2 separate regions of the Rattus norvegicus genome follow, and region 1 is linked to region 2. The links are chromatin contacts, called in public Hi-C maps. All regions are on one chromosome and are shown on one strand. Each heading gives the region's core, a stretch centred on a gene start, on an enhancer-like site or on the middle of the called end of the contact. The rest is flanking DNA. Distances are from core to core; before and after follow the strand shown.

Region 1 (4,895 bases), core at 1,181-3,680, 570 kb before region 2:
CCAGGTTATCCCTTGTGCTGGTCTTTCCACAGTATCCACACTGCAGAGACGAATCATGTCATTGTTCTGAAATGTAAAACAGGGGCTTAGATGATGAGATATCAAAAAGAAAAGAAACTTTCTGAAAGCTCTATTTGTCATTGTTGGTGGTGGTTGTGCGTGTGTCTGCGTGTGTCTGCGTGTGTCTCTGTGTGTTTACTTCTAAGGATAGCTATGAGGATTTTTGGAAAAGAAAGGAACTCTTTATTAAAAGTCACTTTTATGCCCTTTATGCATTTTATTAGTTTCTTACTTGACTGGAGAAAGGGACAAATATTTTCATTGTACCAGAGGCCATGGACTACCGGTGGGTAAGCAGCAGCCTGACATCCAGCCCTCTATATTCGCAGAATACGGGAATATGGCTCTCTCAGTACATCTGTTGTTTTCAGAAAACACACAAACAGGGTTAAGACATTTTGTTTGCTTGTTTGCTTTAGGAAAAATATACATACCGATGCTGGCACGGGGTTAGTACAAAAGGTGCTGTGCACTTAGAATTCCTCAGAGTAATAGCTTCTAGTACTCAGTTATGTTATTAGTCTTAAGCTTGCATTTCAATTAGACTGTCCCCCCCACCTCTGAGGCTGAGTTGCAATACCCACTGATTTCCTCTAGAGGGAGACTGGAGCAGCAATACACAAGAACGGTGTTTTTAAAAAAAACTGGGTCAATTAGAGTAACCCTGAAGATATTTTTTTTTCATGACAGAAAACCATGATTTTACCAAAAGCTCCATAAACCGAACCACAGAACGGTTACTTGCAATACGTGTCTTCTCCGTGTGACAGAGTCACCCTTTGTAATATGAAGGAATGTGGCTTCGGTTTGCTTTCAATACTAAAGTAATAAGGAATAAAAAATCTTGGGCACAGACATCATTTCACTCACTTTACCCACTATAACTTATAAAGATGTCTCTATGACATTACAAATGACAAGCTCGTTAAAAAATGTATAAAGCTGTCGATTTGAGTTGCAGTCTTTATGAGTTAATGTGGATGCCCCTCGGCCCCCCCATTCCCACCCCCGACTGAGCATACATGCAAGGTACCATAAGTGAAGCAGGCATTCTGCAGAATGAGCTACTCGGTACGTAAAGACACTGCCTAGCATCTCACACCATGATGACCATCCCTCTTCTCTGTACCATTTCCCAGGGATAGCCAGCACTTGGCTGACAGGATCCAATCCTTTTAACTTCAGAGGCTTGATTTAAAAAAAAAAAAAAGCACTGTTTTAAGCATTCGTGTGGCTTGTCCGGAGCTGCCATCAATGGTAGCCACCCAGTTACTATAAATCCTATAAGCATCAAAGGGAGCCAAGATCAGCAGCTTCTGGTATAAAGGCTTCTACAAGACGGCAATGGTGATAGGAAATCCTCCTGTTCATCGACGTGGAACCCAGACCCCCACCCCCACCTCGATGATACAGTGACATCATTGGTCAGCGGCATTGGCCTATTTTCTGTACTGCTTATGGTGGATTGGAATGGATAGAAATAAACATCTTATATAACAGGCAGGCTGTGCTTTCTGTCTTTTTCTCCCCACCCAAGGAGATTTTCCCAGCGTGAATTCTGCCTGTACAATTAACATTGCCCAAATTTCAGCTGAAAAAAATCTGTTAAGGTTTTAAGCAGATTAACAAATACAGCCCATGGATGCTGGCTCCTATTCCTTCTCCTATACATGCATGAACACACACACACACACACACACACACACACACACACACACACACACACACACACAGAGAGAGAGAGAGAGAGAGAGAGAGAGAGAATCTCTACTTCTGCCTCCCACCATCGCCTCCAAACCCCCTGTAATCAAAACAGCTTTTTATCAAGAGACAAGCAAAGCAAGCAAGTTAAATTGAAATTGGTCTTGGAACAGTTGAAACAAAAATAAAAGATTGCAGATTAGAGCTATTGTCCCATCCCAGAGATACAAAGCAGAACCCCCTCTGTGCTTATTTTCTTGGCAGTGAAACAGACAAACCAAAGATTACGAAAGGATACACCCTGCCCTAGTAGCCTTCAGCATCATGAAGAGTACAACCCTAGAACCAGGCATGTGCAATTGTGATTTGTAATGATTAACCAAGATTCTCTGAACTTTGTCTCATAAATCTTGCTTTGTGTGGAACGGTTTATGAATCTTTGAACTTGAGCATTTTATTGTAGAGGCTGCTTCTGAAGAAATTATATACAAATGAGCCTTCAGTATGATTTTGCTGATTCTAGTACAATAAGTCAGAGACAGCAAAGAGCTCAGGGGAGGGGAGAGGGGAGCGGAGGGGGAGGGAGAGGAGGAAGTGGTTGAACAGCCTGGTGGAGACTCATTTGAAATCAGCAACATGATTCTGTTAGGAAGAAGGAGGTTAACTGACCTAGTGGACTTTGTTGGTGAAATCATTGTGCGGTCCTGATTCAGTCAATATTTGAACCTCACATATATTCCTAGTACATGGCAAATACTGAAATAATCTGAATAATGTGGAGTTGAACTTGTCCTGTGAGGATTTTTTTCAGTATTAATTTGTAGTTCAAGATGGGAACACAATTGGGAGTGAATTCCGGGGGTATATGACGGATTAAAGGGAGTCAGAAAGATTGCACATGGCAGAGGACCAGAATATCTGCTGAGTGATTGTGTCTTCTAGAAGCTTCACCCACAACACACCAACAGTATGGCTACCTAAACAAGGGATGAATGAGGACACTACCAGCAGATATTGTACAATGGAAGAAGGAAATCTCACAGGGACACATTGTATCCCTAGTCGAAAAATTACAGGCTACTAAGGAATTGTGTAAGTGGTAGAATCAGTCATCCCCAAGAATTGGATGACTCCTAATGGGCTATGCAATACTGAGCAGCCTTCCTTGAAATCATATACATGCACACAACACTAAAGAGACCCAGCAGGTTTATTTATATATTTAAAGATATGTGTAACAATAACATTTTTTTTAAAAGAAGCCATACATTTTAGAAGGAGGGAGGGTACTGGTGGTGTTGGAGGTAGGGAGGAGAAAGAGAAAATGACACAAATATATCTTAATTAAAAAAAAGTTAAAAAGATAATCTGTTCTTTACTTGTGGGATGGTATCACAGGTATCACAAGGTAGAATGAGGCCTGTCATTGGATGAGAAGGAAGGATGGGCAGGAGAAAAGTTTGAAGGAAGAGGAGGAGGGAGAGAGTAGGTAGGGACAATATGGCAGTTGACATTAAGATTCCTTGCTGTACCTTTACAGATTGTTATAAATGTTCTTAAGGGATGGACGTGTACTGGGCTTTGTGTGTTTAGGTGAGCAATTATATCTTATCAATTGGATCAAAGATTATTGTGTTGTGTGTTCTTTCATGTGTAGATTTAAGTGTAAGGGAGTGTGGAGCAACTCGTCTGGGCTGCCATGTTGAGTCACGTGATGTCTCAAGCAGCGGCACTGCGGTGTAGACTTAGTGGGGATAAAAGATACCCCTTTATTTTTATATTTTGACAACAGCATTTCCTGTCTGGAGAAAAAAAGATCACAGAGTGCCCATCCTATGTGGGAGCCATTTTAAAGAGATTAAATTTAACTCTCTATTCATTGCTGCATGTTCTACCTGTTTGGTCAGCAAAGTCAGTCCTGTGCAAGTGTATATCACAATGTTATCCATTTTGAGGTGTGTACCTGGGTGCAAAGGTAACTAACTCGCTATTAACAATACACACTGTAATAGTGTATGCATTTTTCTTGACCTTACATCCATGACACCAAGAATCCACCACATTCGTACTCGGCTCTGCAAATTCAGAGAGCTAGTGAAACAGTAAAGGTTCATATTTAAATATCACCTTTAGTTTTTTCCATCCATAAGAAGCTAAATAATATATTAGACTTCACTCCTTAGAAGACAATGATGTTTTTTTTCTTTATTAAAACGTTTTATTTTACATTCCAAAAGTGGCCCCCCCTTCCCAGTCCCCCTACCCTGAGTTCTTCATCCCAACCCCCAGCGCTGAAAGAGTGCGCCTCCACCCAACCACCCCCACCAGCATTCCCTCTTCTCTGGGGTATCAAGTTCACACAGGATTAATTGCATCCTCTCCCACTGAGTCCATAAATGGCAGTCCTCTGCCACACATGAGCCCAGGGCCACAAACCAGCTGATGTATGCTCCTAGGTGGTTGTTGGCTTAGTTTCTGGGAGCTCTGGGGTTCCAGGTTAGTCGCTACTGTTGTTCTTCCTATGGGGTTGCAATCCCCTTCAGCTCCTTCAGTCCTTCTTTTTTTTTTTTTTTTTTGTTCTTTTTTTCGGAGCTGGGGACCGAACCCAGGGCCTTGCGCTTCCTAGGTAAGCGCTCTACCACTGAGCTAAATCCCTAGCCCCTTCAGTCCTTCTTCTAACTCTTCCGTATTGGTCCCTGACCTCAAACCAATGGTTGGCTGGAAGGATACGGATTTCTCTCAGTCAGTCGCTGTTAGAGCCTCTCAGAAGACACATGAAGCTCCTGTTTGCACACATAATATGGCCTCAGTAGTAGTGCCATGTGCATTGCTGTGTGTGCATGGGATGGTTCTCAAGTTGGGATAGTCACTGGGTGGCCTTTGACTTGCCACTCCATATTTGGCTCTGCATTTCCTTTAGACGGGAACAATTCTGGGTTAATTCTGCATCCTCCCCTACCTCAACTGGTAGCCCTGTCTCTCTACTGGAGGTGGTCTCTTCTGGTCCCATCTCCCCATTGTTGGGCATTTCTGCTAATGTAATCTCCATTGAGTTCTGGTAGCCTTTCACATTTCAGGTCTCTGGGACTTTCTAGAGGTTCCTCCTGCCCCCTAACTCCCACTGCTGCATATTG
Region 2 (4,980 bases), core at 1,697-4,196:
AACTCTAAGCATAACTCCTATTTCTGCTTTCAGTTTCCACCAAATTATCGTTCTCTTTGTCCTCCACGATTCCCAAACTGGCGGCAAGCCTTTGTGCATGAGGCACACATTACTAACCTCCACTGCGTCGTCACAATTTCCCCTGCTATGGAAATCCAGGCAACTTTTGAGAAAAGAAGTTCATCAACATACCTGTTGTTGCATTCCAGCTTATGGGATTTTTTTTTTTAATGTAACTCTTGCAAGATGAAAACCAGAAAGCTGCAGATTGCTCTGCTGTGATAAGCCTGTTCTTTAAGGCTCTAGGTCACCTGCCCCAGGACTTTCTAAAGGGACAAATCCATGGGGCAAAAGAACTGTTTCTCAAAAGGAGGCCAGAGAGGAGCGTGTCTATCTTCACTTCCCCAGGAAGCAGTGATGGGGATCCTTTGGGTGGCGTCACCTTTTGAAGACCGTACCTCTGTCTTTATCCTCATGACATCATTAACTTGTGAATGTGTCCGTGCTTTTAACGGGTTAAAAGACTAAAACCCTTACTCTAGTTCTTCCTGTCTCCTAATCGAACACCCCGTCACCCTCATTCCTCTCCCCAGTGGGCTTGTGTGGCATTCCCACAGCTTACAAACCTGAGACCTCTGAGAAAAACATTTTGTAGCTGAACCTCTGTAATCATGACAAGAGATTGATTAAAATGCCAAGATAAGAAACAATTTATTATAGAGAGAAGAAAAATTTCTCATCCAAAATATAGAAATCTGTACAACTTTGCCACAATCAATATACATGAACTGTACAAATTTACACCAGTTCATAATTTACCAAATAAAAGATGACTAACAAAGTTCACAAAATAGATGGCGGTTTGTGGAAAAAGACTCTTACCCAATTGAGTACAAGGAAAGTTACAAACCAGACCTCCACTTTCTAAAAATAAGAAGTTTACTCACTCAATCTTAGAAAACTACAAGCGAATGTACAGAGAGCTGGCTGGTGCTAACCACAGTTGAGACAGTGTCTTTGTAAGGGTCTTAAAAGCCTGTTGTCATGGCAGATTCCGGTCACTTGCTACTCTCAAAGCCAAAAACACAAGGTCTGACCATTTCCCCCAGGTCATGCGTACTAAGTGTCTTTATGTACATTTATACATTTTTAAGTGCTAGGTAAAAGTCTCCGTGTAATATTTCCAGTACTACCATGCTTAGAACATTGAGCTTTCCTATTGAGCTGCCAAAAAAAAGTTACTGGTAACTTTCAAGTGTAAATAGTGCAAATTCCCCTGCAAGGTTGACTGACTGCAAAAGAGGGTTCTTTGAAATACAGAATTTCCTTAAAGGGACTGGTGTGACAAATTGGGTATAAGGTCTGGGAGAAACTGAAACCACCCTGCGACTTCACTCCCTACCAAATAAAGTGATCCTTTACTTGGACTCACAGGCTACTTAAATCACTTAAAGGTACTGTCCAAACTATGGCACTGTCACTTTAAAAAAAAAAATTATTACCACTCTATCTTGTGCCAGATCTTCACAGCTGTGACATGGTTATTCCATAATCCATCCCCAAGAGGAGCCCACCCAAAGCAAAAAATCAAATCTATCCATCCATTATAAGATGATCCATCCATAGACTATATCTTAACCTGATACAGTCATCATATTGTAGTTTTTGGAAGGGCTTGTTCTGCCCAAGAGAAGTTCCTCCTTACAGCTGATTCTGCTGTCTACCATTTGCACGTTGGTGCTGTTTTGAGAGCTACCTCCCGCTGGTGAGGCTTCATACAGCACACAGATGGAGCCATCCTCTCCAATCCTGTAGGACACTTCGTAGGGGTCAACCCAGAGTGTGAGTTCACTTGGGAGAAGCCTGAACAACTCTTGACTGCTCAGTCCAATCCGCTGGGCTGCCTGTCCAATCAGAGGATCCATCTTATGGTTGATGCGAATACAACGGTAACCTGATCCCTTGCACGGCTTTTCTGGGAACCAGTGATGTTTGTAATGCTCTGTGGAAGGAAAGAACAGAAACAATGCTTAGAACCGTAGTAACCTAAGCCGTACTGTACTGTTACTTTCCTCCTCCTGTCAGCTTCTTGGAGAAGCGAAAACCAAAACCACCAACTTTTACAAATGTCCGGGACTGAATTCGCTCTTGCGAGACCGAATGGAGAAAAGCGCAGTGTGGCAAACACTGTCCGGGTACTGACCGGTTGAGCCGCCAAAACAGGAATCGCGCGCGCAGCCCGGGATGGCCAACTAGCTAGAAGGCACAGGCGACCGGGCGGGAACCTGTTTACTTTCTCCACCCCAACGGGGTCGCATACAATAGACTTTATGGCTTTAGTGGGGGTTAAGAGTAAGACAACGCCACTATGGTCAGTTAACCCCAAAGGAAAGAAAACCAAGAAACTCTAAACCAAGATCTGGGCTGGGTTGTAATTGTACCGGTGACAAATCCGATGATTAATGGGCAAGAGGCATAGGAGGTGCGGAGCCCTGGCACGTCCGTCCCGGGCCGGGTCGGGTCAGAGGAACGGCGGCGACAAGCCACTCAGGAGCTCAGCCGCCGACCCTCGCAACGGTCGCGGCGACCTGGCAGAGGGGACTGACCGGACTCCGGGCCCTGGGTCTTTTGTTCCCCGCCACCCGCCGGTAGCCGTCGGGGCGCAGCTCCGCGTCGCACCGCTTCGGATCCTTTGTTGTGCGTGTCGCGGCGCCCTGCCGCCCAGCCCCCCCCCCCCCAGCCACGACCGGGACGCGCCCGTTAGTGGCGACCCGCGACGGGTCCCGTGACCCGCTCACCTGCCAGCAGTTCCTGCAGGCTCTGGCTGAAAGTCTGCAGCTGTCGCTCGCTCGTGAGCCCCTTGGTGCGGAGGAACTTGGAGATGAAGGACACCGCGGCGGCGATCTCGCCTATCATGGTGGCGGCCCGAGTGTAGAAGGGATGCATGGGGGCGGCGGCCGGGGGTGGCCCGGGGCGGCCGGGGCTCGGCCCCGACGGCGGAGCGGCCACCCCGGGCTCCCGCCCAGACCCGACGGCCGAGAGGAAGCGAGGGCGCGAGGCGCGGACGGCTACTGGTTCTAGGGGATTTTTTTTCTTTCCTTTAGAGTAAAAAAGTTATTTTCAAGCCAGGAGGCGGCAGGAGAGACAGAGAGAGACGAGCGATGGCGGCCTGGTCACATCGCTCGGACCTCCCCAGCCGCCTCCGCCTCCAGCTCGGTAGCCTCCGAGGATCCCAAGAGTTGCATTTCCAGCTCCGAGGGGCGAAGAGCTGCCGCCGCCGTGCAGCTCATTTTATAGTGCTGCGGAAAGGAAGTGGCGTACCTGGAGCGTGAGGGAGGACGCCAGCCAATCCGGAGATCGCACCATTGTGACGCAGGCAGATTCGGAGCCGGAGGGGGCGGGAGAAGGGCCGCCAGGGGGCGTGCCCAGAGGCCGGGAAGAGAGGGAGGAGCTGACGTAATCTGCTTGTAAACAAATAAACCCCGAGTGGCAGCCTGAGACGCAGGAGCGGTGGAGGGTGGAGAGAGAGGCCGAGGAGGCGCGTGTGAAAGCTCCGCCCCCAAGATAACTCCGCCTCGGACCCTGGCCAGTGGGGACCCGGCAGTCCGGGTCCCCGCTTCTGGTCTGGGATTCTAGACTCAATTATGGTGGTGTGTCCGGATCGGCAGGACCGGGGTTCGGTCTCCGCAGCCCCTGCCCCGTGCGTACCCCATTTTACATCTGATTCCAGCTCCAGACGGCTTGGCTGGCAGCTCTGGAAGGAGGAGCGTGCGGCGGCAGAGTCTGGGGCTCCGGTGAATGCGGGGAATGGAAGGACCGGCTCCCAGGAGCTATCCTGCTGCTTAATCCGAGCCATTACCCTAAGGGGCTGCAGACACCCGGGAACCCACTGCTCCGGGAAAGGTGGAAATGTGTCTGTAAAAGTTTAATTGGCAAACAGGTAGTAAGTAAGGCCGGTGTGGCTGTTATTTCAGAAGAAAATATAACAGAATCTGTTCAAAACAAAACAAGGAAGGTGGTTTTTGAAAATAATATGTATTTTATGCATATGTACTATACACACAACCAAATTTGTTTTTTATTAAATTTTTGTAGTTCAAGTAATGTCAGAACTTTAAAGTTGTGCTGCTATTAAGACAGACGAAAAATAAAACTTGAACCTTGTTCAGAATGTTAAACCTAGACACCCTCATTCACTGGCAAAGTTGCTTGAAAACAGCCTGGAAAGAAGGAAGGCATGAGCCTGCTAAAACTATTAGGCCCAAAATAGGGTTAACCCAACTCTATTAAAGTAGGAGAGGGGAGAGGGAGGAAAAAACTGAAGTCCAGGCAGGAAGAAAAAAGCAAACAAGAGTCAGAAGTTGAACTCTACCAGATGGAAATAGATATTTTAGAGTTTAGTTGGTCAACAGTTGCCATACCACTTAAAGATATATGGAGCTAGCCAGAGAGGAGAAGCAAGAGGATTGGTTACTGAGCTTGATTTGAAAAGGTGATTAAGACATTATTTCTTATTAATATACAATACTTAGTAGCCGTGCATTCTGAATCAGTCCTCTGAAGATAATGTTGTAGAAAGCACTAAGTCGTGAAAGTATTGATTTTCTTTGATAATAAAGTGAGACAACAAGTAACATCTTTTTTTTTTTCCCCTGTGAATCGTCAGGACTTCCTGAAAATCAAATGGAATAGCAAAGTTTTGACTGGAGGCTTGTCTCACCATTCCGGAAGATAAAGAACCAAAAGTCTGTCCTTGTACTCATGCTGTAGAGAAGTCTGCATCTCTCTTTACCACCCGTCTCCCCACCTGTTCTGTCCTTTTCCCCTCTCAGTAACAGTCCCTTCAGTCTGGATTAGGAAGAGAGTAGAATTGTCTGCTTCCCCTGTGACTGGGAATCCCATCCCAGTGACTCAGAGTATAAACAGACTCCTTTACAAAACAAAAATAACAAAGCTAGCAAAATATTAAAGTTTGAACTC

Evidence for each region. Hi-C and Micro-C count contacts between places; a contact is called where the count stands out from the background.
Region 1: a Hi-C map of hepatocytes shows a contact between it and region 2, with 2.2 times the contacts expected there. The contact joins the enhancer-like site here to the promoter of Btg1 in region 2. A contact is called at or near these places in 6 of 12 Hi-C or Micro-C datasets (the Rat2 cell line, Schwann cells, frontal cortex and 3 more) and 1 of 1 datasets of contacts at active chromatin or transcription factors (oligodendrocytes).

The regions. Positions count from the first base shown.
Region 1 is chr7:33,791,811-33,796,705 of GRCr8, reverse strand. No RefSeq gene overlaps it. Among named protein-coding and RNA genes, the nearest start is that of U2l1, 42 kb to the left of the region's middle. Within about 2 kb of position 2,430, at least 15 of the 93 cell types and tissues checked have an H3K27ac peak or open chromatin away from gene starts, as enhancers often do. A contact at or near this core is called in hepatocytes and liver, where this site is marked.
Region 2 is chr7:33,226,115-33,231,094 of GRCr8, reverse strand. It overlaps Btg1 (BTG anti-proliferation factor 1), which reads right to left and starts at 2,946. Exons shown (of 2, transcript NM_017258.2): 1 at 2,799-2,946; 2 at 689-2,002. The coding sequence starts at 2,946. The coding sequence ends at 1,635. LOC102550725 (a long non-coding RNA gene) reads left to right here and starts at 3,470. Exons shown (of 3, transcript XR_005486879.2): 1 at 3,470-3,940; 2 at 4,667-4,774.